Regions from separate parts of the Gossypium arboreum genome. Here region 2 is linked to region 1. The links are chromatin contacts, called in public Hi-C maps. All regions are on one chromosome and are shown on one strand. Each heading gives the region's core, a stretch centred on a gene start, on an enhancer-like site or on the middle of the called end of the contact. The rest is flanking DNA. Distances are from core to core; before and after follow the strand shown.

The links. Hi-C and Micro-C count contacts between places; a contact is called where the count stands out from the background.
Region 2: a Hi-C map of leaf shows a contact between it and region 1, with 2.6 times the contacts expected there. The contact joins the promoter of LOC108473594 here to the promoter of LOC108471187 in region 1. A contact is called at or near these places in 2 of 5 Hi-C or Micro-C datasets (both in leaf).

The regions. Positions count from the first base shown.
Region 1 is chr11:41,021,512-41,027,012 of ASM2569848v2, reverse strand. LOC108471187 reads left to right here and starts at 3,984. Exons shown (of 5, transcript XM_017772796.2): 1 at 3,984-4,342; 2 at 4,745-4,892; 3 at 5,251-5,321; 4 at 5,428-5,501. The coding sequence starts at 4,076.
Region 2 is chr11:41,223,829-41,229,073 of ASM2569848v2, reverse strand. LOC108473594 (ADP-ribosylation factor-like protein 8a) reads right to left here and starts at 2,411. Exons shown (of 6, transcript XM_017775261.2): 1 at 1,989-2,411; 2 at 1,156-1,237; 3 at 998-1,030; 4 at 723-844; 5 at 1-104. The coding sequence starts at 2,026.

The DNA.
Region 1 (5,501 bases), core at 2,735-5,234:
CCTTATAATAAGATTTTACCTACTTAGTAGATTATGGTTAAAAATACTAAAAAAGTGTTATGAAAAAATACGTTCGTTAGTTTTAAGTTTCTTTTATTGTTGTCAAAAATTGTGATTGAAAGTTAAAATGTCTTTTTAGACATGATAGTAGAAAGAAAAAAAAAGAATAAGCTATATGATTAAATACTTTAATATAATGATACATGAAATATAAATTTTAAATCCTTTTAAGTAATTAATATAAATTATTTATAAAATTGAAGATATGTAAAATATTTTAAAAATTAAATATAATGATATATATAAAATTTAATTTAATTTAATTTTTTATATAACTCTTAAATAGTTAAATAAATAAAAATATTTTGGTAATTTCCCACCAAACTTTTGATTGCAAAAGCAAAATATTATTCATCATTTCTACAATGAAAATGTACTTTTAACCCACCGCAATGGAGAATGCAAACAATGTCAATAATAACATATATCGTTAGAAATCAACATTTGCTAGCAATTTCAACAAAAAGAAATGGTACATAATTGCTATTTCTAGCTGCTCTGCCATTCATTTTCAAAAATTTTTTTTTGAAGAGAATCACTAATATATGGAAGATAAATGGTTAGATAATATGGATGCCACACCTATACTAAAAATAATATGTTATTACTTGCAATTATAAAATGTTAATTTGAATGAAAAGTGATGGTTAAGACTTATAGGGTTTAGTTATTAAATAAAATATGGCTTAAATATGTGTGAATATTTTAACAATTAATTTCTAATTGATAATATAATTAATGTACAAAAATTATATATTATGATTAAAGTTCTTAAATTATATGTAGGTAACTTTTTGATATCTCATCTTCATAAAAGAAAGATTTACTTTCTCTAAAATATTTCAAGATATCGATGAATTCATGTAAACTTTTACATCTCATTTTTGTAAGTAATGATCTAACATGATAAATCTTAATTTGTAATATTTTATATAAAAATTTTATGGATTTAACAAGTGATATGGGAGTTAAGTTACGTGAAATCATTAAAAATTAATTGAATTTTTATTATCTTTGGAATGATTGTTAAAATATTATGGATTTCTGTTGAGATGACCATGAAGCATTTGGTTTTGGCTGCTTATGAATTCAATTTTTTTAGGGTTTTACAAACTAAGTTGGATTAATATTTACACATGTTTGATTCAACGAAGGATCAAAGTCTATAGATTTTGTACTTGCTGATTTATACGATTTTATGCACCACCGTCTTTTGTTCTGTTCTCACAAATATTTGTTGGTCGAAGCGTTAACTTGGTTTGAAGGCAAAATTAGGCTTAAAAGCCAATTTTGTTTTTTAATTACTTCTTTAGGATTTAAATTTAGTGAAATAGATCATTTTTAGGAGAGAGAAAGAGAACGGCTTTTTGAATGTTGTCCCGTTAATGGTAGAAAAGATTAAAATTTTCCAACGGTAACTTTTTTTACCCTATAAATATCCCCCAATTTTCATTTTTTTTCATTCACATCCTTCTCTCAACTCTCTCATTTTAAATTTTTTGATATTTTCATTTAAAATTTTTTTTAAATTATCTCGTGTTTTATTCATTCAAATTGATTTCTCACAAATGGCCACCTCTCTCATGCTCTTTGACGACAAGCATATTTTCGTTGCGCAAACAATAATGGTAAGACGAAATTTTAAATTTCTTTATTTTCAATTATGTTAAAATTAATTGATTTTTTAATTTAAATTTTTTTCTTGTGCAAATAGGCGGATGATCGTGTTCTGGAGGGCTTCATTCATAATATGGGAAAGCCTACGATCCCTGAAATTCGTGGCCACTTGTAAGAGGCTGGATTCTTGCATACGTCTCGCATGACCAAGGGCTGCAAACTCGATCTTAGACTAATCAACATGTTGGTGAAAAAATAGAGGCTCGAAACACACACTTTCCACCTTTCATGCGGCAAGTGTACAATCACACTCAAAGACGTAGCGCTACAACTCGGTCTACCGATGGATGAGTCAGTCATCACGGGATCAACGGTTGTTCTGAGTAAAGTGGACATCTGTAGAGCACTGTTGGGGAAGATCCCGGACAAGTTCGAATGTGGTCGGATATCGATCAACTAGTTGAAGGATAATTTTGACGAGCTCCTTGGAGACCCAACAAAGGAGGTCATAGAACAATACACTTGAGCATTTATCATGAGGTTAATCAGGGGCATTTTAATGCCCGAAAAATCTCGAAATTTGATGCACATAAGGTGACTACTACATCTAGTGGACTTCAATGAATGTGAAAAACCAAGTTGGGGATCTGTCGTCTTATCTACGTTATACTGGGAGATGTGTCGAGCCATAGTACCAAATATGATGTCGATTGGTGGTTGCCTGCTCCTACTATAGTTGTGAGTCTGGTGGCAACTACCGTTTTTCTCCATTTCCAAGTAATTAGTACATTTAACCTTCCTTCTTATTCAAAGGTCGACGCAATTGTGGACACAAGAAGACTCTCAAGCGAGGAGCAACTATTGTGGTGAAGGAAATGTGATGCTCTTTTTAGGGCGATGACTGTTGTTGTTATTAAACAAACCATTAATAACTACATCCACTGTAGCGCTGCGCCGACCCAAGTTTGACCTCTACTATGTCGGAACATCTGCTCTCCACCTGAGAGTCCTCTTGTGTCCACCTCGGTGTCAGCTTTCGGATAAGAATGAAAGGTCAAAGATACCAGCTGCTTGAAAATAGAGAAAAAAATTATGTTGATTACACTAAAAGTTCCCAGAGTTTTTTCGTATGATTATGGTCTCAATCTTATGTATGGTATATATAGAGCATTGTTTGTGTGTATCCAAAAAGCTTGAACACCTGATTGCATAACGATTGTCACTTTGCCCCCCGGTTATACTCGAACCCTTGACCGCATCGAGGTCGTCGACTGGGACCTCCACTTAAACTTCGACCCCTGATCGTATCAAGCATTATTACTTCAAAACCAAATTTCTCCACGATGAGTTTTTGAGGTGATGGCCTTATCCAGCTATGACATATGTGTTCTGAGGCGCTTTATTACATCTCTAACCCCTTAAATCTACCTATAAACTTTCGTAGTTTTAACCCTAAACCATAAAACTTTTCAAAAAACCATAAACCTTAAAATATACACCAAGCCCTAACCCTAGCCTTAAAATATTAAAAATAATTAGAGTTTTTAGGAGAGAGAAAAGGAGAGTCAACTTTAAAACATTCTATTTCGCTAAATAAAAAACAGCCTAAAGAGCTAATTAAAAAAAAAAAAAAAAGCGGCTCTTGCGCCTAATTTAGTCGACTTTGAAAGCTTAATATTTTTTTTATCTCTGAAAAGAAAAAGGGGAAAAGATCAAGCTTTACAATTACGTGTAATATGTAAATGTTGTTGGCAAAATCAGTACAATTTTTAATGATAAAATTGGGTTTTGATTGAATAACTAGCAGAATTGAAACCTAAAATTGATTTTTAACTCTCTCTATTTTTATTTTAAAATTAATTTATTTTACTTTTAAAATTTAAAATCTAAGTCTTTTGTTAATATTAAATTAAAACCAATTTCACAATTTAGAATTTATATTTTTAAACAGTTTTTTTCTAAGCATAGAACCCACAAACCATCTTGTTATATTTGGATCTTAATTTTAAATAATATGACTTAAGTTTTAAGTTTATTAAGCAATATGAGAATAAATTATTATAAGAATTGAACTAAATAATTTAATTTAACTTTTAATTCAAATAAACTAAATAGCATTTTCAGAGTGGAATGTAACCAAAGTGGGCAACAAAATTAAATTCAAATGATTTGGTCATGGCAATTCGAAAGTAAAATTAGATCCATTGAAACATCTAACTTAAAGTCAAATGATTCTTATCATTAAAATTCTAAAAAATTTAGATTAATTCTTAGGCCCATTTTATAAAATATTTAAGCCAGGCTTGGCCTGCATGGATAGAACAAAGCAAGCCTAAAAGAGTCCAATTATTTATCCCACAGGGTTTATATTCCAACGGTGATAATTGCGGGTTTAGCAATGGCAAGACCAACCCGTAGCGGCGGTGGCAGCAGCAGCGGCGAAGAAGACGGGGACGCCGAGTGGAAAGCTGCCATTCAATCTATAGCTGCAACCACTACCGCCACTTTCACTGCTAACGGTTCCAACAGCTCCACTGTAACAACACAAACAACAAGAAACAACCTCGTTTCAAATCCAACCCCAGATACAGATGATTATGTTGATAAATCTGATGAAATAAATCAGAGAAAGCAACCCCAGAAGCTTAAAAACTACCAACTCAAGGTTCCCAAATGTTTCTATCTTTGTTATTTTAGCATTAGCTTATCTGGGTAATTTTGCAAATAATTGGATTAATATCTACTTCAAAAAAATATGAACTCTTAGATTCCATGTCGAGTGTTGAATCATGCTTATTGGATTGATAGTTTCCATAAGACTCATTTTTTTCACCATAATTTGGCATCAATTTTGAGTGCACTGCCGGAAAGTTTAATTTTCTTCGAAGGAACTTTAATGGAGGGTATTTCAGATCAGTTCTACGACTTAAAAGGACTCAATTTTAGTAATTTTCAATTCATAATGTTTAAATCATATATATGTATGTATTCATTCAATTGCAATAGTATTCGGTTTGAACACTTGTGCTATTTTGTTTTGTTTGCTAACTCACAAAGTCATAAGCAGGCACAAAAGCTTTTGGATAACATGTTAGAGAAGCACTTAGTGATAGTGAAGGATGCCTGTAATGTCCCAGATGATGATAGCGTGGTAAATGAAAGTGGAGTTCGTTTATTTAAAAATTCTACTCCTGGGATAGTATTTGACCACGTAGGTGAGTACGTCTTTCCCTTATTTTCATCTCTTGCTGCAATTAGAGAAATGTTTTTACAGTCTGCATTGTTCAACCTTTTCTTGTCTCTTTTGCTACTACATTTGTCTCAAATGATTGGTTCTAGATTCAGAGTTTAGTGAATGGGAAAAAATGGCAGCCTATTTAGGTTACTAATGAAACTTTTCAAAGGGATTCTACCTATTGCTTTTGAATAAATTTGAACTGTTATTACAGGATACCGGATTGGTGTTGATATTGCAATGTGTTTGTGCATTTGCTCTTATCTTCTGAGCTAGCTCTCGGAAGGGTTATCTACGTTATGGTATTTGAGGTCTGAGAGTTATTTGTTTGCTGTCAGATGAAATTCAAGGACCCCAAAAGAAACCAAAACTTCTTCCCAGAAGAGGGATTGATGAGAACACAAAAGAGGTCCGCTTGTTGTCTGGATCTCTTTTGTTTCTGTTAACTCTTTTTTCCCCCTTTTTACTTTGGATTATTCCTCTTAATTTATATTTGGCTACATGGTGGTATGCAGTTCAGACGACAACTATTGTCCATAGCTGTTGACGGAAAAGATATATTGGCTGCAGCAAGATATGCAAGCCAGAG
Region 2 (5,245 bases), core at 1,162-3,661, 200 kb before region 1:
GTACCAGAAGAGGGATGCCATTAAGTGAGGGCTTGCTCAGCAAATCATGAAGCTCACTTCTTGAGATGCTCAAGTTATCTGGATCAGCCGCATCCACCACATAACTACACCCAAATTCAGGTTACATGTAATTTCACTATAAACACAGTGTGAGACACGAGAGGATCCATAAAAATGAAATGCAACTACAATTTTTTTTATGGGATTTGGATTAGTTTCACTACATAAGAACTAAACAAAGAAGCTAGGATCCAAAAGGGAACAACATATGATCATACACAAAAAGTACAGCAGTTGAAACCGGCTGCAACTGATCCACTGATATAGGTCATAAGTAAAGTTTTCAATACCTGCCTTTCATTGATCTATTTGTAAGGCGCTACCGGAAGAGGCACAACTTTATCATAGTAGTAAGAAATCCTAACAAGAACCATTCTTTAGAGTTAGATTTTTTCTCCTTGCACTAATGCTCGTTGTTTTGCTAATAGATATAGAAACATGTAAATGCAGTTCATATAATTAAGATAGTATCCTGTTCAAGATTTGAGAAGGACAAGGGCAAGTTTTCAGACTATTCTTGAGGGTTTATTATTCTGGGTTATTTGCCTTTCTTGCATTAAAGGCAAACCTTTTCAGGCCCTAAAATTGTTAAAGCAATTTAGAAGGGAGTTACTGGAAATAACAAGTCTGTGAAAATAAAGAAGAAGCTTCTTAGTTCTTACACAATTGCAGAAACTGAACGGCAATATCGTTCCCACATACTGCGAAACCTAGGCTGACCTCCAAGATCCCATAACTTTATTGTAACATTTCCTTTAGTCACTTTCCTCATGTTGAATCCAACCTGAATGTAAGCCATTAGGCATTAATTACCTTACTTCTATGACAAAAAAAAAATAAAAGCTTTGGAAAGCAATATCATACCAATTCACATATTTAAAAAGAAGAAAAAAATGTGATGATGAAAATACAGATCCTCTTAGACAAGATGACTCACCGTTGGGATCATATCTTCACTATATCCACCAGTCTGAGAAAAAACCAACAAGACAACTTAAGGTCAAGCCACAGAATAAAGCAAAACAATACTACATTGCTAGCAATGGACTCTTAGTACTGCGGTGACATTTACATTGAGTTTCTTAATTTACTTACTGCAACAACATTTACTAGTGAGGTTTTTCCAGCATTCTGAAGTCCTATCAAAGATAGCTCCATTTCCTGCTTGAAAAACAGGCTGCAAAACAAGAAGTAAGCCCTCATACCATGAAAGTTGAACTACAGAGGTCAACTTAAATAACAATCTAGAAAGATAAAGCTCACAAATTAGCAATTTAGCATTCATTTAAAGAATTCTCCAAACATGTATATCAATAAAAGTCACAGAAAACTGACTGAAAAGTATGTGAATTCCGTAAAAACAAAACTAATTTTCCACCAAGCACATGAAACCCAAAAAGCATTCATAACTTAAATTAGATCTCAAATAAGTGTGGAGCAGAAGAGAATTGAACCATCCACAAAGCTCTTCCTTGTCTTAGAAAATTTTCCTTCTTACACAGATTTCCTTATCTGCAGAGGCGATGGTATGGCAATCTACCCCCATTCTAATGTAGAAATTAAAAAATAAAATAAACCATTAACTCATTAAAATTACATTAAATATGTAGTCAACCATTATTGTTTTTTCTAAGAAGAAGAACAAACAATTGTCTTTTATTCATTTTGTTCATGAACCACACATCAATTTACTAATTTCGATATAACATTCTTAACAATAGAAGTAATTTTACTGTATTCTCAAACAAAAGATGAAAATTTTACTTCTTTTTAGCTTTAAAAAGATGAAACCCAACTTTATATAAATCATAATTCTCAATCCAATCCAATACATCACCTAAAATTTAAAAAAGAAAAAGAAAAAAAACAAAACAGCAGAAATTAATAAAAGAGTGACATTGCAACAAACCAAAAAAAAAAAAACCTACCTTCGAAGCCAATTGAGAAAAGCTTCCAATAAACCCATTAGAAAAGATCACAAGCAAAAAAAAGAAAAAAAGAAAAAAGAAGAAGCCTTCTTTCAGTAAATTTTCGAAGAGAAAAACAGGAAGAGGGAGCCAGAGATCTCGCAAAGCCCCTGGCTTTTCCTTCCCTCCCTTCTAGCCTGCTGATTTTTATTTTTATTTTAAATTTATTTTCACTGAATTCCTTACTTCGAATTATTTCCTTTCCATAATAAATAAACAGCCAAATTGGACTCTCCAGATTACGGTGGGATTAGGAGTCGTTGAAAGAAAAAGAAATTCTTCATTTTTGAGGAAAATATCAGCCGTTGATAGTGAGTGATTGGGAAATTTATGGACGGTTTAGATTCTATTGGATCTTTTACATCTAATTTAAGTCAAACAGGCAAAAACAATATTTTCTTTAATTCGGATCAAATTGGGAGAAAAAGATTCCGTAAAACACTGTGAGAGTAGTTCGGAGGTAGAAATAGATTGAACAATCAACGGTCTCAATTTTGGCGAGTGGCGGTCACGAACGAATTTCATTGGTGTACCGTCCAGACGTTTTGTGGAGGTGATTGGAGAGTGGCATTCACGTCTAATTGAAGATGATCTAATAGAAGAAGTTGTACAGGAGAATTAAGGTGGCAGAGTTGTACTATTTTATTTCAACTAATTTTAATGTAACTTGTATGTATATTTTATTTAAATTATATTTAAGCGTTTAATTATTCTAACTTAATTAATTATAGTAAAATTGTTATCACACATGTGTACATGTGTGAGATTTCATACTTACAATACATATAAAAATTAACATAATTAATTTTAATATATTAATTAAATGATCGTTAAGATTATTAAAATTCCAAGTAATAATTTTATTTTACATCAATAAAATTAATATAGTAAATTCTTTTAGCTAATAATTTATATTATAGTTATAATTATAATTATAACAATTTTTCCATATACTTTATACTTGTTCTATTTAAGTACTAATTCTATTTTAAAATTAACATAATATTTTTAATTAATAATTTTAAATTAAATTATAATAATTTTAAATGTATAACAATTATCACAATTTTGATTAAATTATAATTTCTTTTAAATGTATAATTATTATCATTTTTATTTTACTTTAATTTTTATCTTAAAATGTGAATTTAGTAGTATGATGAAAAATGAAGGGTATTTTCATTCGTTCCAAAGTTTTTTCAAACTCATATTTTTATATATATTATAAATAAATTAATATGTTAGTATAGATATATAATTGATAGAGGTAATAAAATATATATAACACAATTAAAATGTAAATATTATATTAAAATAAAGTTTCGATTTAGTAGTAAGGTTAATGTTTTATTAATGTAAATAATACAGTTCAAATCCAAACACATGGAATTTTTTATTGATTTTTTAAAAAGTAAAAGACTATAATACCTTTGAATGATATAACTTATTTTAATTATGAAAGGATATTTTCATAAATTTTTGATCGAGTTGGTGTCGGCTAATTTGTAACATTAATCGGGGCTTAAATAGAAGTATAGATATTAAAACTCTATTTAATTAATGTGACAATTATTATTTTAAAATATATGATTAATTATTTTAATATAAAGTGTAATATAATATTTTATTAAAATTTATCTATTCTAATGTTTTTCTAGTTTTAATATAATAAAAAATTATCTTCAATTAATAAATAATTTAAAATAATAAGATATTATTTATCCATAAATGTGAATATAATTTAAGATTTAATATAAAGTGTAATTCAATATTTAAACTATTAGTATAATAATATTTTATTATTTTTAAGTAAAATGGTTATTGATTGTCTATGCACTTGAATAGTTTAAATTAAGTGAAAGTACCCAAAAGTCCCTTTATTATCATAAGGGAGTAAAGAAGTCCCTCTACTAAAGAATAGAGCTATTGTATTTTAAAGACGAAAGCTAATTAGTAAAGTTATTATAACGAAACTATTCAAATGGATGATGTGGCACATGACTGATAAGTCAATGATGACATGCCACTGACTAGTATTTATTAAATATTAATATTAAATACGACAGTGAACTTATAAAAAAAGTTATGGTTGGTTAAAACAATTAATTGTTTTAATTAAGTTTATTTTAAGTTAATTTAATTTTTGTTAATTAATTTTTAAATTAATAAGTTTTAAAAATTAAAAGATTTTTCTAAAGCATTCACATTTAATTATTACAACGAATCATAATCTTAATTTTTTAAATGTCCATGTCATATTTAATATTAATATTTTCGTTTATTTGCCAAGAAAATATTTTTGGAAAATAATTTCTGAAAAATGATTTACTTTTCTGGTGTTTAGATGAATTTGTGTAAAATATTTTCTGTTGTTTGGTAGATTTCCTAAAAATATTTTCCGGAAAAGCTGTTTTTACATACCATATACATAAGTAGTCGGATTACATGTGTTGGTTTTTTTAGCAGAAAACTAAAAGAGAAAAAGAAAAATGAATGTAAAGTAGTTTGAACAAGAAGAAAATTGAATTTGATCTCCAAAAATCAGATCTTTTTCATTGGCTTAGAAGCATTTATGTTACAATGAAATATGGCAGTTATATAATGTATAACTGCTCCCACTAATACATAACTAAAGCTTAGCTAGAATTACACACAAAATGTAGCTGACATACCAGCTATAACATCAAACATAAATCAACAACTACTCCTACTAACTTTAAGTATAAATTACAAAGGAACTAAATCAAGTTACAAATGAACAAAATAAACAAAATGATGTTGCTTCTCCGGTTCAAACTTGATCTTTGATGCGCATCTTTGGTTTGCTACTAGTTTCCTGTTGCATTACAGGCCAAAGTTCAACAACATCCTGTACCTTGCTTACTAACAAAGTAATGCATATTCATTTTAGTGCATTAAGGGGAATTATGATTATGGTATGTTAGACATCAGAAAACCTATATATTCTTAAAAAGTAAAGATATGAAAAAGCAGGGTGTTGAAATGACTATTCAATGACATTGAAAATAATATCTAGGTGTCCAAAATTCAGATTCAAGGGCATAAGCAAAGCAAATAACAAAGACAATGTCACCACAAAAACTGTAAACTAAATGAAATACTGTGCAAGGCTGATCCAGAGATAAAAAATAAAATCTTTTTTTGAAGTTCAAGGTCTTTGAAATGAACATACCCAAACAAGCAACAAGGTATCTTCC